Regions from separate parts of the Gossypium arboreum genome. Here region 1 is linked to region 2. Evidence: chromatin contacts called from public Hi-C data. All regions are on one chromosome and are shown on one strand. The core of a region is the stretch at or near the end of the contact, and the rest is flanking DNA. Distances in the headings are between cores, read along the strand shown. Region 1 holds the start of LOC128293134 (cytochrome c oxidase assembly protein COX11, mitochondrial-like). Region 2 has its middle 21 kb from the start of LOC128279903.

Region 1 (4,703 bases), core at 1,106-3,605, 530 kb after region 2:
TATAGAATCTAAAAACTCCACTAACAATGTACCAAATAATTTCTCTAAACTAAAAGCAATAAATTAGATAGACACATAATAATATCGTAGACTAAATTTAATTGTAAAATTATAAAATCATTTTATCATCTGGTTTATTAATAACAAAGTTTACATTGATATCTTAGTTGTAGAAAAAGTATTAATACAAATAAAATGATATTTTACAACAAAATTTTATTGTATTATGTTGTAAATATTTATAATTGAAAAATATTTGCAGCAACTTTAACATATTTAATCTATACTTTATATTTAAATTCTTAATTAAATTGATGTTATAAGGCAATCAAGCATCAATCCAATTAGAAAGTAATTAAAATTCAATTATTTTATAAAATTATACAATTATAAAGGTGTTTTTATCTTTTATAAATCAATAAAAATTCATCCACAAATGAAATTTAAATTTATAATTAAATAAATATTAAACCTTTAATTTTACCATTTTAATCAAGCTTTATTTGTTTTCTACATCACCATTAAATAAATATATTTATTAGATTTTTTTCACTCACATAGTTAATGTGTCATAATCTAGTTTATATAATTTAATTAGATTTGACATCACAAGTCAAAGATAACAACCTAATTATGTAGATTATAGAAAACCCAAATCAAAATTACCGTAGCAAATGATGATTAGGGCATTTATGACTTTTAAGTTTTAATAAAAGTAAGGCTAAAATAATCACCACTTAAAAAACCACTTTAATTTTTCACAAAATATAATTATTATTTAAAAAACTAATTTTTAAATTTATTTTTCTTTTAAAATTATTAATTTTCACTCACATAAAATATTACTAGATTTCGAGACAGACGTGGAAAGAACAGTTTAATATTAAAATATATTTATCAAAAATTATTTAATAATTTAAATCATAAATGAAGTGGTAAAGTATTACGAATAAACTTCCATTAGTCTTAAGTTCAGGCAGTAAACATTTAATTTTAGTTGTTTTTCCTAAATATTTTATATAAAAATAATAAGAGATAAAAACTATTATATTAATATTTATTACTTTATTTAAAAATATTTATAAGTAATTTTATTTACCGAATTTGTGTTGAGTATCAACCTCTAAATAAATGTGATATATGAAAAGAAATACGAAATAAAGCTTGTTCTACTACAATAAAATTATATAGGTGTTGTAAAAATATATTAACATATTATTATCATTGCAAATTATACTGCAAAACAAATACATTGTGTTTGTTTCACAAATTGAATCAACCAACTCAGTTAGTAAAATTATAAAAGCGAATAAATATAATTAAAATATAAAATTAAAAATAAACAATCCACATTTATTAAAAACAAAAAAACTGCACACTTCTATAATAACTACAAACTAATTTACATATCTATTTTTACAATTTTCTTCAAAATAATTATTTTTCACTTGAGTGAGTCAAATTTTAGTCTACACAAATTCCTCAAATTTTATTTCCAGAAATTCTTTTGCTCGATAAATTATATTTTTTATTATTAATTTCTGACACCATCTTTTAAAGGGTTAAATAAAACTTTTTCTTTTTGAGAGAAAAGTAAAATTGTATCATATATTAACTTATAATTTTATCATTTATGAGATTATTAAGGGTGAGTTTGAAAAACTTTTGAAAATATCCATTTCATTGAAAATTTATAATATTTGATTTTTATGTGTTTGATTATCGTATTAAATTTCGAGTTAATTCAAAATTTTTAATAAAATAAATAGATAGATAACTACTTATCACTTACAGCATGTTTGGTTGAGTGTAATGCTAAACCATTACAGGTGAATTCAGTGGCCCATCCTTATTCCATTGTTTAGTTGGTTGTAATAGGCTATTACAGCCATATTCTATACAGCCTTATTCAAGGCAAAACTGTCGTTTACCATTCGGCACTCTATCCACGGAATACCCATTCAGCGTGTGTGAGTTTCAACTTTACCCTTCTCCCTCTTTTTCGTTCTCACGTCTGAAGCAACTTCTTTTTTTCATTCTTCCCATTTCCTTCCAACCTTCTCCTCTTTTTCATTGTCACGTCTGAATCATCTTCTTTTTTTCATTCTTCTTCCCATTTCCTTCCAACCATCTCTCTCTTTTTCATGCTTCTATCCTCACCAACCCTTTGACAAACCCTATTGTTTAGTTTTATTTTTCCCTTTGCTCTTATCTAGCTTCCTGTGAAGGCTAAAGCGGCTCCTTTCTTTCAGCTACCCACGCTTTCAAGCTTCCAACTTTCCCAGAAGCCCCAAGGCTGAAACCGAGAAGAAGACGCTACAAATACTAATTTGGGGTTCCATCCTCAATTTTGGCTAATACCCTTTCCAAGGTATAAAGCTCTCTTTATTAATTTCATCATTTTATTTCAAGCTTTATGTCCTTAGTTCTGATGTGGGTTACTTTTATTCGACTCGTTCATGCTCAAAATTTGGTCCTTTTTTAGCAAATTAGTCGATGCTTTTGATTAGTTTGATAGTGGGTACCATATCATATGTTTCTTTTATGTGAAAACACTGCTTTGCTCCTTTGAATTTGGAACTGGTAGACTGTTGTTTGCCTTTAGTCTGCTATATATATATATATATATATATATATGCTGTGGAAAAGTTATTGGCATTTGTGCTATTTTTTATCCTATCCTTTTATTATTTTCATGCTTTTCTTCTTTTCTTTTTTCTATTGGTTTTCAACCAGAACATATACTTGTTTTCTTTAGAGTGTTGAAGAAAAGATTGCTCAGCATGAAAAAGATGGGACAGTAGTAACAAGGTGAGCTTTCTAGGCTTTGGATGTAAGAGCTTATCTTCATCTATATTTTTCATGATTATCATCATAATGTCCTTTCTGTTAATTTTATTGTGATTCTATTTCAATGCTTAGTTTTTGTACTGTTTTATATGTTAAACCTGGTTCTGTGGTTTGCTTCTGCTTGTAACATTCTCAGTTCTACTTGTTGACATTTTCTGCTTAGATATGTATATGTTTATTTGGTTAGTTGTAATTATGATTATTTATTATTATTGTTATTGTTTTTAAAGTGTTTTAGAGCATGAAGTCATTCCCCCAATGAGAAACCGGTTACCATTCTTCTTATTAGAAAAATGATGGGAAAACGTTGAAACTTGTTTGTTACAAGAAACATTTGAGTATGATGGGAAAACAACTTAAACCAATAATGGTCTTAGTATGTTATTTCTGAAACAAATCAAGAAGGGAATGGGATGTTTTATGAGGTAAAACCATAAAAGGTGTCATAAGACAGATTGCAGGGTATCACTCCCTTCCGATTATACTCTTTATTTATATATAAATGCGACTTTTTTACAAAAGGGTAACAAATAGGAATGAGGTGGTAAATTTTAGTATCATTCATCATTTCACATCAGCCAGTTTGTTCAATTCAATTCATGCATTTCTAAAGATGCTATTATGAAGATGTTAGACTTGCATAACGATATGATCTTTCTTGTACTTCTATGCCTTTTTTTGAGAAATTTTCTCTTATCTTTTTAGGGAGATAGTAGTGCAATTCAATGTTGATGTGGCATATGGAATGCCCTGGAAATTTGTTCCAACTCAAAGAGAGGTTCTTAACTTCTCTGTTATTTTGGGGCACTGTAGAGTGCTTCTTTTATCAATTATTTTCTCATTTTTTTTTATTTTTCTGCTAGGTGAGAGTCAAGCCTGGAGAAAGTGCTCTTGCTTTTTATACTGCTGAAAATCGAAGTTCAAAACATAACTGGTGTCTCTATTATAACGTCACCCTAATGAAGGTACTGATACTTACTCATGCTCCATTATGAAATTTGGATCTTTGAAATTTGTTATTTCTAAAGTTAAGTTATTAGTGTTTGTTTAGATCTTTATCAACCTCTCAAACGTTATTTGGTTGTGTGAGCCGTTAGGCTTTTTAACCATTTCTTGCTAGCTTAGGTTTGACTTGTGCTGTTTAGGCTTGAATTATGTACATGATTTAGTAGTCTTCCTTTCAATATTATTGTTCAAATAATTTATTCTTTGTCATATCCTTGTTACTACATTTCTAGTTTGGATTGAGAAAATTGTCTGCTGAGCTCTGCTACTCATTTATCCTCTTGTGCATGTCATAGATTCCATGACATACACTTCCTTTTCTCTTTCTCACTCCGTGTCTAAATTTATTTCTAGAATTTTTCAGTGGAACCCGCATGAGTCTATGCCTAACCTTATTATTTTATATTTATAGTTTGCCATTGGGGCTTCTAGGTGTTACAATAGGAGAATCTGCAATATTGTTTTTCTAATGGTCTTAGCTAGGAAGAGTCTGTATTACAACTGTTAATTTAATCAGAATATTTCTTGATGAGGGTATCTTCAAGTTTGAGATAAAATTATTACAATCAACTCTTGTTTTAATTTTCCTTTTGCAAGCAAAAAAGGAAATAATATTTATGGAAGATAGGCCTAAAATATCCAATAGCTAAGATAGAATTCCAATCCTGAAGATGAGCCTGTGAGGCAGGTTAAAGTTCACTTTCGAACCACACAGTTGTTTTCATATGTTTGTACCAATACTTGGCTTTCTTTATCCTCTAATTTTTTTTATTTTTTATTTTACATAGTTTGATTATCCTTTTCTACAAATTGGATGACCAAAGAAACATTAGGTAAATACAATGAGC
Region 2 (4,886 bases), core at 27-2,526:
CTTTCGGCTTGGACTTTTTTTTTTTTGTTAGACTTTGAATTTTAGATTGGGATTTTTCTGTATAGTTTATATTTTAAAAACTATCATTTAAAGGATTTGCAAAAATAACAACTTAAGATGGATTTTATATAAAATAATAAAAAGGTCAGTAACAATGTTTTCAAAAATTCAATACTAAGTTTCCATTTCACGACACAATCTGCTCACGAAACTGATATTTTACAAGATGTATGTTAATCTATGTTTTCAAAACGACACATGAGTTTTAGATATAGAAATTTGTCCGCTATGATGTTTTACTTGAATTACGATGTTTTCTTAATACACTCTCAATACTTTAGTTTTTCTAAAATTAAACGATATCAACTAAATTTTAGTTTTGCTTAAAACAAGACTCAAAGACATTTTGCGAAGGCAATTTTTAAAAGAGAAAAACTTCCAAATGTTTTTACCGTACCTTTTAACTTCCAAATGTTTCTATTATACCTTTATAATGCTTAATGTGATCTTCGAGATTCAACTATAATGTCTAGGGCCGGTTTACGGGTTTACAAATCTATTCCTGATCGAACTAGTAGTGTGAGTTGAATTACTGTTCTGTGTCATTGCCTTAGGGGAAATGGGAGCAGAATGCAACTTGGACAGCGAAGCAGGTGATGGAAACAATGCAACTCCTTTGTGATTTGTCCCTAATCCCGGAGGTTAACTTTTTTTTTGGGGATGCAGCTAATATATCCCGACTTGTCTAGCCACTAGGAACCCTTCAACAAAGGACGTAGGCTTAAATAGTTGGAGATACTGACCTATTTCTGCCTTGAGGTTGCTAGTGAAGATGTTGAGAGCGTAGTTCTCAAGTAGTTGCAACTGGTTGAGGAGGCTGATGAAAGTGTCATGATAACTATCCACAGTCCCTCTTTGTTTGAGTTTGACCAGTTCAGCCATGGGGTCCTTATAGGTGCTAGACCCAAAGCGCTCTTTGAGGTGGTGAGCGTAAGATGGCCATGTCAAAAAATGGAACCCCCTTGCAGTTGAGTGAAGAAGTGATGCCAATCTAACGCTTTTCCTTCAAGGCGAAGCATCACTGTTCACACTCTCGCGTGGTCTGGAGTGCCTTCTGCTTCAAAATACCGCTTAAGTTTAGCCCACCATCCTTGAAAATCTGAGCCGTCAAATCAAGGGCACTCAAGTTTGGGAACTTTCTGCGATGTCTCCCAACTACTAGGTCGCAACATATTGCTCAGCTCACCCAAAGGAGAAAGGGATAGATGCTCTTTGGGTGGGAATCCAGGTGGATGCCCTCCTACCACTCCCTTCCCCTTGTCAACTGCAGAAGCGGTGGGCGTGGCTTGTGTTGAGTGGCCTAAATACTGCTCAAACAGTTCCTTCATCTCCAATCTAAAATCATCCCTAAAGTCCTTTATCTTAGCATCGAGCTTGCTGTTTCATTAACCTCCAGCTGGAGCTTAGCCAACTCCTATTGAATTTGAGTTGCATCATTCAGAGATCTTGTTCTGACACCCTCGCCGGCCATGGAGGACGTCTGAGCTCTGATATCTTTGATACAAGCTAGACAACAACACACAGAAAAGAGAATACGAGAGAAATCTAGAGAGGAAGAAAAAACTGATTTATTTACTGCTTGCTTCTCTCCTCAACAAAACAACAGAAATATGGAAAAGGAAATGAGACCGTAGCAACAGACACGACACACAAGTATCACAAAAAACAAAACTAATGAAACACATCATTTCATTAACAGACCCAAACATTGAAACACATCGTTTTTCTAAAAAATCAAAACACACTGTTTTATTTAAGTTGAAACACAATTAAGAGCAGCGTTTTGACAACTGCTTTTAACACCCATATCAGTCTACCCTACAAGCGCATATATATAAATATATATTAACAATATAAAAGCCTAATCCTAGTTAAACTTTTTATCTAAAATATTATCCTAACGAAATATTAATGAAAAATACTAAAAAGAAAATTAAAATATTATTTTAATGAAAATTAAAAGTAAAACTTTACAAACAAATCCCAAAATAAAAGTTCTTAAAATAGATCTTGTACATTAACTTCATTCTTTGGCTCAAAACTTTTACGATAGTCCACATTTTTGCATTTTTACTTTCTAACCTTAATTTTACTCCTATTAAAAATAAAAAATAAATTCAAAATTAGCAGTATCTCATTCAAGAATTTATCAAAATTAAACACAATAAACATGTAAATTAGACCTATTATCACCTGTATTTGGGTTTGATAAAAAAGGTATAAAAGGGGTCATATTTTCTAAATAAGTTCATTTTTTAGCATTTCGAAGTTTATGTGCTTTTGATTGAATTTATTTGGATTCTTAAGACTACATCAACAATTTAATGAATTTCTAAAAACTAAATTGGAATTTAGAATTTGTTAAATAAGCTGGTATAAATTGATTAAATTTTCGTTTTCCAAATCTAAGGCCAAACCAGCTTGGGATTAATTCGATTTGTATTTACTTTTAAAATCAACAATTTGAGTTTAAGGCATTTCAAATCTGTTTTAGGTCCATAAAGCCTAATTGAACCTGTTTTTTAAGATTAAAGCCCATTTTGGTTAAACTCGAAGCCCTTTCGAATCAGTTTCGGTTTCGAACCCATTAAAAGCCCATATTTGGCCCGTTGGGAGCCCATTTTAGTTTTTGGTTTGGATTATGCTATTAAGCTAACTTTAAAAATCTAAGTCCATTTATTTTAAAAAGTCGGGTTTTAAATTTGAGAACATTTTATCAAAAATCAGAATTTTTAATTTGGAGTACATTTTTAAACTTGCAACCCAACATCCTTTTTTAAAATAGAATCAATTCTAATTTCATTCAGAGCCCAATTTTAAGCCCGTTTCCTTTCGGCCCGATGGCCAGTCTGCATTACACTTGCAGCTAGGGTTTTGTACCCTAGTATTGAATTTATTTTGACTAGATGTGACTTCTTAGGGGCTTTGATTTTTAATTTAGATTTTCAGGGGTTTTTATATTATGTTAGATATTAGGATTTTTAACAGTAAGATTTAAATTAGATTTTTCCCAAATTTCAAATGTTAGGTTACTTTTAAAATTCAGTTTTTAAATTAAATCTTTGATTTTTAAATTTAAGTTTTAATTAGATTTTTATTTTAAAATTTAATTCTTATGTTCCAGATTAGATTTTAGATTTAGACTTCAAGTTTATTGATTAGATCATAAGTTTAGATTTTTAATTTTAATTGGATTTTAGGATTTTTATGTTGAGTACAATTTTATAATTTTATTTAAGATTTTAAAATTAGGGTTTTAAATTAGAATATTAGAATTTTTACATTAGTTTTAATTTTAGGATTTTATTCAAAATTTCTTTTAAACCAGGTTTTAAATTAAATTTAAGATTTTTATATTTAGTTAGATTTCAAGATTTTGTTTGAGATTATAAATTTGGCCTTTAATTTAGATTGTAAATATTATGAATTTTAGGTTAGTTGTGGAGTTATAGTTTCATCCCTTTTAGTTAAGAAACCTTAGTTACCAAATCTTGTAGGGTTTTCTTCGGACAGATATTATTGTAGGAGTATTATAATTTTCCTTACGCGTAAATGTATTCTTAAATTCAGAATTTGTTGACTAGATTGAGCCTTAGATTGTAGGTGTGATGGCTCGGTTTTCAATGCTAATGAAAAATGCAGTTTCGAAATGCTAATGAAAAATGCAGTTTCGAAAGTTCATTTCTGTAAATAAAATCCGTAAATATAAAGTAGGAATATTTATGAAGTTAATATGAAAATATGTTAAAGAATGGTCAAGTAATTTTATCAATAAAATAGTTAATTAAAACTCAGGAATTAAATTGTAAAAATCTAATTACTATTGAATTTTAATTAAAAAAAATCGAATACCTAAATTGTAATTAATCAAAGGGATAAAATAGTTATTTAACTATTTTGAAATATAGGACGGTAAGATAATGGTGGTGTTTACAACTAAGTCTAATTTACGATAATTAAAGTAAAATAAAAAAATTAAATTAATTAATTAAGGTTAAACATGACATAAAAGCTAAAGGAAGTGGAAAAAGATGGAAAGTCATCATCATCTTTCTCATTCATCGCCCATGGAAGAAGAAATCACTTAAGGTTGAGCTTGGACATTTGACCATTCAATTAGGTGAGAAACTCAACTCATTTTCTTGTAATTTTATAGATTTATGATCATGGAAGCTTGATTTAGCTAGTCCAAGTATCAATTTGATACATTGTTGAAATTTTAGCGAGTTGCCAATGTTAATAAATTGATGAAATAGGCTTGAAATTGATAGATATTGAGCTTAGACTATGAAAATGACTAAATTGTAAAGTTAGTTAATCTTGTTTGTTAGCTTTGTAACATTAGGGTCTAAATTGAATAAATGTAAAATTTGTCATGAAATTATGCTAAAAAATAGAAAGTATAGGGTCCCTAATGAAAGAACGTGAAATCAAATTTTAATCCGAAGCTAAAAATAAAAAAATGTTTATCCCGAGTTCAAGGACTAAATTGAATAAAATGAAAAATATATGTAAAATTGAAAAAAAGATTATTTAGGATCATGCATCTCATGGCATTGTTGCTGTGATCCATTTAATTGCTATTTTGTGATAATATCTTATATTGATTTGGTATATAAATATATTGTATAGACCAAGAATTGGACAAAAGTGAAGCTAATAGAGAAAAAGCAAAACTTAAGGAATAGGTCTTGAAAAAGCTACTTGTTTTGTGTTTTGAAAAGGTAAGTTCTTATGGAACTTACTATCCTTCATTGTTTAATAGTTTTTCTTGTGTTGTTTCCATTTTTATCTATGTTTGAAAATAATTTGAAATGTTGGTGGAA

The links. A called contact is a pair of places that touch in the nucleus more often than the background predicts.
Region 1: a contact with region 2 is called in a Hi-C map of leaf, with 2.1 times the contacts expected there. The contact joins the promoter of LOC128293134 here to the enhancer-like site in region 2. A contact is called at or near these places in 2 of 5 Hi-C or Micro-C datasets (both in leaf).

Annotation. Positions count from the first base shown.
Region 1 is chr1:44,533,979-44,538,681 of ASM2569848v2, forward strand. It overlaps LOC128293134 (cytochrome c oxidase assembly protein COX11, mitochondrial-like), which reads left to right and starts at 2,356. Exons shown (of 5, transcript XM_053028646.1): 1 at 2,356-2,371; 2 at 2,759-2,811; 3 at 3,556-3,628; 4 at 3,714-3,815. The coding sequence starts at 3,596.
Region 2 is chr1:44,001,670-44,006,555 of ASM2569848v2, forward strand. No RefSeq gene overlaps it. Among protein-coding and RNA genes, the nearest start is that of LOC128279903, 21 kb to the right of the region's middle. Within about 2 kb of position 1,277, at least 2 of the 2 cell types and tissues checked have an H3K27ac peak or open chromatin away from gene starts, as enhancers often do. A contact at or near this core is called in leaf, where this site is marked.